Linked DNA regions of Triticum aestivum: region 2 is linked to region 1. Evidence: chromatin contacts called from public Hi-C data. All regions are on one chromosome and are shown on one strand. The core of a region is the stretch at or near the end of the contact, and the rest is flanking DNA. Distances in the headings are between cores, read along the strand shown.

Region 1 (2,827 bases), core at 119-2,618:
TTATAGCACTATCAACTGTCTTTCCCTGTGGTCGAAACCCACCAAGTACACTAATAGCCTGCGGCGTAAGCCCAACGTGCCCCATGACAGCAATTCCAGCCTCCACAATAGCCTTAGCTGCACTGATCCTAGATGGAGCTCCTCCTTCCAGTTTGATTGCATCCATTCCACCTTCTTTTAACACCCTCACCGCAGAGTCAACAGCCTGTAAGAAAAGGTATATTACATGAAAGCTCAAGCCCAAAATGCCTAGCTCTTATACACTGAAGTTGTAGATACCATTTGACACATCTAGATACCGTATTACCAATACACTATGATATGCCTCATATGTTCATGTCTATCGTATTCAGCATGCTCATGAGTTGGGTTATCATTTTATATATTTTGAGATGTAGTGATGTAGCTGCATTTGCAACTAAGAAATAAAACCGAGTCTGAACCTCCTTTTTAGCTTAAAAACTACAATTACAGATAGATCATTGTGACAACAATATCAACGATCAATTGAACTTTATTAGCACATCAAGGTTGCACCATCAGTTTTCTGAACTCAAGGGTAAAGGCTTTGTGAGTTGTGACAAACCAGAAGGGAATCAATCAAGGAAAATGGTAATCTCCTTAGAGCAGGGAACAGCTAACGCTATTCTACGGGACTTGGCAAAATTAGTGCCGTCACACGAGCAAGCATAGCAATTCCTTACTGACGATAGCAAATGGCAACTGGAGAGGTAAATAGGGGGAGTGCAAACCATGGCACACCTACCACACCAGCAGTGGCAAAGAAGCAATTGCTAACGGGCGGCATTACGGCAATTTAATTTCAATCTCCATCGGATCGAATCGGAGAGGACGAGAATGGGAGGGACGCCAGCGGGGAACTACTACCTGCGTGGAAGAGGACTCGTAGCAACCGAAGGAGAGGTCGCCGACGAGGAGCGGCCGCGACGCGCCTCGCGCCACGGCGCGGCAGTGCTCGAGCATGACGTCGAGGGAGATGGGGAGGGTGGTATCGTGGCCGTGGACGACCATGGCGGCGGAGTCGCCGACGAGGCAGACGTCGATCCCCGCGGAGTCGACGTGGACAGCGGAGGGGTAGTCGTAGGCGGTGACGACGGTGATGGGCTCCCCCCGGCGGTGCTTCCCGCGGAGGGTCGTCACCGTCACGCGCCGCGCCGCCGCCGCCTCCTGCGGCCGCGGGCCCCCATAGACGGTCGACTCCGGCACGTTGCTCAGCATCCGCCGCGCCAGGCGCCGGAAGGCGTGCCCCGTCGCCATCGTGCGAAGCGGCGGCGTTCGAGTGTGGTTGGTTGGTGCGACACGAGAGCGACGGGAGTCTTTGGATACTGAGAATGAGAATTTTGGGGGGCGGGGTTGGTAGGTTGTGAGTGCGTGTGCAAGGGTTTGCGTTCTACCACGTGAATAAGTCATTCGCGTAGTTTTAGAACGACAATTTAACTATCTAAATATACGTGACAAAAAATATATATTTAGAAACTATATTCATATAGTACTGTGTTTTGCCAGGGGAAATTACTACTGTAAAAATAAAAGGGCAGTGATACGCGCCGGAAGTTTGGCCCGGTCAGCCTGCAGCCGTGCGATCTAGCAGGCAGGAGCCGAGCCGTCCGATCCCCCCTCCTCCCACGTCATATCATCTTCTTCCTCCCTCTCCACGCTTCAGATTCATTCGGCGCGATGTGTCCCTGCCCCAGCCACCGCGTGCGTGTGCTCCGGCGAGAATAGGAAGCATCCACGCCCTTTCCCTCGCCGTCGCAGCACCCCCGTCCTCTCCCTCTCCGTCGCCGCTCGTCGCTGTCGCCGCTCGTGCGCCCACGGACTCGTCCCCGGTTGAAGCTTTTTTAACCTCTGGTTGAAGCATTTCCTATGCCGGTTGAATCATTTCCTACGCCGGTTGAAGCATTCTTCCACGGGTGAAGCTTTTTCATGGGGGTTGAAGCTTTTTCCACTATGCCTGTTGAAGCTTTTTCGGCCACCGGTTGTAACTTCTCCTAGGTGAGTTGAAGCTTTTCTCCATATCAGGTTGAAGCATCCGTGCCCGTCGTCTGCCACGCATGTAGCAAAAAAGTCGCCGGTGGTAGCAAAAACAGGATGTGGTTGTAGCAAAAAAGGATGTGGTTGTAACATTCCCCGTGGTCACCATGGTCACCATTGAGGGAGGAAAGCCGGTTCCAGCAAATCACCAAGCTGGTCGTAGCATTTCATCGATTTTGTGATGGGGGTGCTTCCAGCAACCGCGGTCTCTGGTTCCAGCAAAATACGACGCCGGTTCTAGCAAATCGTGATGATGGTTGCAATATTGTCATGGTGTCCCCACCGCGCTCCACCACTGCACCATTAATCGGGCTCATCGTCCGTCGTTCAGCTCCACTGACGCGCCGCTCGTCTCGCCACCATAACACGGCCATGCACGAAGCTCTCGGTGGTTGCGGCTTGGCCAGATGTTTGCATCTGTGCGGGGAGCATCTCGCCGGCGCGGATTCCGTCTCTTACTCCGGCCATGTGTGGTAGCAGCTCGCCGGCGTGCACTCTGGCTCATCCTCCGCCCACGTGTGGTAGCAGCTTGCCGGCGGCCAGCGCGCGCCGGGGGGGGGGGGGGGGGTAGCAGCGGGGGAAGAGGAAGTCAACGTAGAAAGAAGCAAAGGCATAAGATGGGCACGCGCTAGCTTCTGGCCACATAATGCAGCCGATTGAACGTCCTGTGCGTGTTCGGCGGAAAGTTCGGCCGACGCGCCGGGTGTAAACGTTTAGCAAAATAAAGGGGCCAATGAACTGATTTCAGTTGGAAGTGGGTTATTTCTAACCT
Region 2 (2,700 bases), core at 68-2,567, 350 kb after region 1:
CGCTGTCGCCTGAAGCAAGGCCACTGTGAGCAAGAACATCAGTCGCCCCAACGCAGACAGCGGTTGAACAAGCAGCAGCAAACTCATTTGCTAATAGAGGAGCAGTAGCCCACACATAATACAGAAAAGCACAAGGGCCAACAATTCCCAATGCCAGAACACACACAACCCTTGGACACACAACTGATACATGGTTCTGTGCCAAAGCACACAACGAGGATACCCCTGAACGTAAACTTAACTCCACCACTAATTTCCCCTGAAGTTTTAACATGTTGTACTATCATTGATCACAGTACTCCCTCAGGTCATGAACTACGACTCAGTTGGCCTCTCCAGGTCCAGCGCTCCTCCTCCACCACTCAATGTACTGAGCAGTGAACACTGGTTGCTCGAGTGCTCGACTCAGAAGCCCTAAAAAAAAGAGTGCCCGACTCAGACTGCACGTGCGGTGAAAAGATCACATGCATCTAGCCAACAATGAACGGAGACAGCCTGTGGAGTACAGTAAACCCGTCTGTTTATTTTATTCACGTATAAAAGTCTAGAAATACAACACGCAATACATCATTATTACGTCGTGCACACCCACACCGCGATCCGAAGTAAAAACAGAGCTAGGCAGCGATCGATCGTCCCGCTCGCCCAGCCCAGTACTACCCATCACCCGTACAGGCGATGGAGAGCGCAGCAGCTAGTACGGCACGGTCGAACCTACTTAGCTGGGTGCGGCGGTAAGTTTAGAACAGGTCGGAGAGCGTGGGGAGCTTGAGCTCGCCGGCCTTGGTGAGCGGCAGCGTGAAGTTGCCGACGATGGGGAGGTCGACGGTGAGGCCGACGCGCATCTCGTAGTCGAGGTCCCAGTCCTTGCCGGCGTCCTTCACCAGGCTCATCAGGAAGTCGTACGGCACCTTCACCGGTATGTCGAGGCTGGTGGTGTCGCTGGCCACCAGCGACCCCGGGTCCGGCATGGTCCCGGAGGCCACGTCGCGGCCGGCGCTCTTGAGGGAGTAGCTGATCTCGCAGATGGGGATGGTGTGCGAGTAGGGGTTGCGCACGTCGAGGCGGCCGGACAGGGTGGCGCCGTCGCGGCCAACGTGCTGCACCGACATGTCCGACAGGTCCGCCTCCGGCTTCTGCACCCCCGATATCTTCTCGGCCACGAACCCCTTGGCCTTGTCCATCAGCTGCGCCATGGCTGCTCCACGGACGGATCGAACGACTGTCTCGTGTGAGATGTGATGACGGATCGGGATCGCTGTCAAATTAGTTTAATGCCGTGCTGCTAGCTTGATGGGTTTGCTCCGTCGAGATCCCTGGAATATAAAGGGCACGAGGTTGGGTTTACGCGGCAGACACGTCGACGGAATGCGTGGTAGGCGCGCGTCGGCAGGGGAGACGCCCACCACCAGGAGCGCGACGGGTGGCCGCAAGTCGGCACGGTTCCGAATCGAAAGGACGGAGGGTCCGACTTGTGCAGTAGGACTAGCGTTCGGGTCTTTTAAGTTGCAAAAAAAAAAAAAACCAGGACATAAACATTTACCCCCTCCGTTTGTTTTTATAAGGCATTTTAGACAGCTAGTTTTGAACTGTTGTGGGCACTATCTGAACTTTCTAAAACGTTACATAAAAGCGAGCAGAGGGAGTAGTAAATGAGTCTTATCAAATGCTATTTCTTAGGAAATATGTCAATATGCAGACAATCCTAAGAAATCTAGTATCTCACTACCATACATAGAAAAAGAATTATGCCAAAAGAAAATCCTATAGAAATCTTTCAATATCCCTACAAAACGAATGAGCCCTAATGATTGTATCACCAATGACGCTCCATCGGTCGGATTGGTGCACTCACGCCATTGGCTCCACGTTACTCATGGCATGTGCACGCTTTCTGCCCTCTTCCCCTTCCCACGCATCTCATATTGATCGATGTTAATTTGTTTCCATCATGTGTCATTCTTTCGGTTATGTCGTTCCTCCACTACCTCTCTGACCTAGATCGATCTCACGGAGCTCGTTGTCATGACCTGATGATGGAGCTCGAAACTAAAGTCCTCCCAAACATTGAGTTCCTGGAAGGCTAGGAGATTACGGGGAATCAGGCCGCGATCTCCCCATCCAGTGCAAAGGGGTTGCATGCCTCCAACAAAGACAGATTCATGGGCATGTGAGCCTGAATCGGTGAGCTTTGTGCCTCCATCATTGATGTGAGAAGTTAGCGAAATCAATATTTTTTAATATTCCAAAGGGTGTTACAAAAAAAATGAGAATAGAGGGAAAGAAGCTCACTCTGTGATTCTGATAGGAGAATGAGTCGTTGAACCCGGGTCAACGACAGCTCCAGCCAAGTTGCCTACCACTAGACCACATAAGAGTTATCTTCCAAGGGGTATTTCATGCAAGCATGTACTATTTTGTCTTGTACACGTGAACGACATGCCACAACAACTATAAGCATCTAGACATCCATAACAAGTGTTATGTTCATGTTGCCAAGCTATTCCGTGTTGTTGCAAATGTTGGCTTCTATGTTTGCATACCTTGTAAACAATTGTTCTCAAAGATGTGTTGTGGTCAATTAATATTTTATTTTACAAATAAATATATATTGTATCGATGTGTTTTGAATGTTGCGATGTTCTTTCACATGTCATAATCTGGACAAAAATGTTACAATGTTGCATATGTAGAAACCGT

What was found. Hi-C and Micro-C count contacts between places; a contact is called where the count stands out from the background.
Region 2: a contact with region 1 is called in a Hi-C map of leaf, with 6 times the contacts expected there. The contact joins the promoter of LOC123077841 here to the promoter of LOC123077840 in region 1. A contact is called at or near these places in 3 of 5 Hi-C or Micro-C datasets (all in leaf).

The regions. Positions count from the first base shown.
Region 1 is chr3D:127,526,084-127,528,910 of IWGSC CS RefSeq v2.1, forward strand. It overlaps LOC123077840 (3-methyl-2-oxobutanoate hydroxymethyltransferase 1, mitochondrial), which reads right to left and starts at 1,369. Exons shown (of 5, transcript XM_044500175.1): 1 at 889-1,369; 2 at 1-205. The coding sequence starts at 1,278.
Region 2 is chr3D:127,872,368-127,875,067 of IWGSC CS RefSeq v2.1, forward strand. It overlaps LOC123077841 (late embryogenesis abundant protein Lea14-A), which reads right to left and starts at 1,318. Exons shown (of 1, transcript XM_044500176.1): 1 at 504-1,318. The coding sequence starts at 1,196. The coding sequence ends at 741.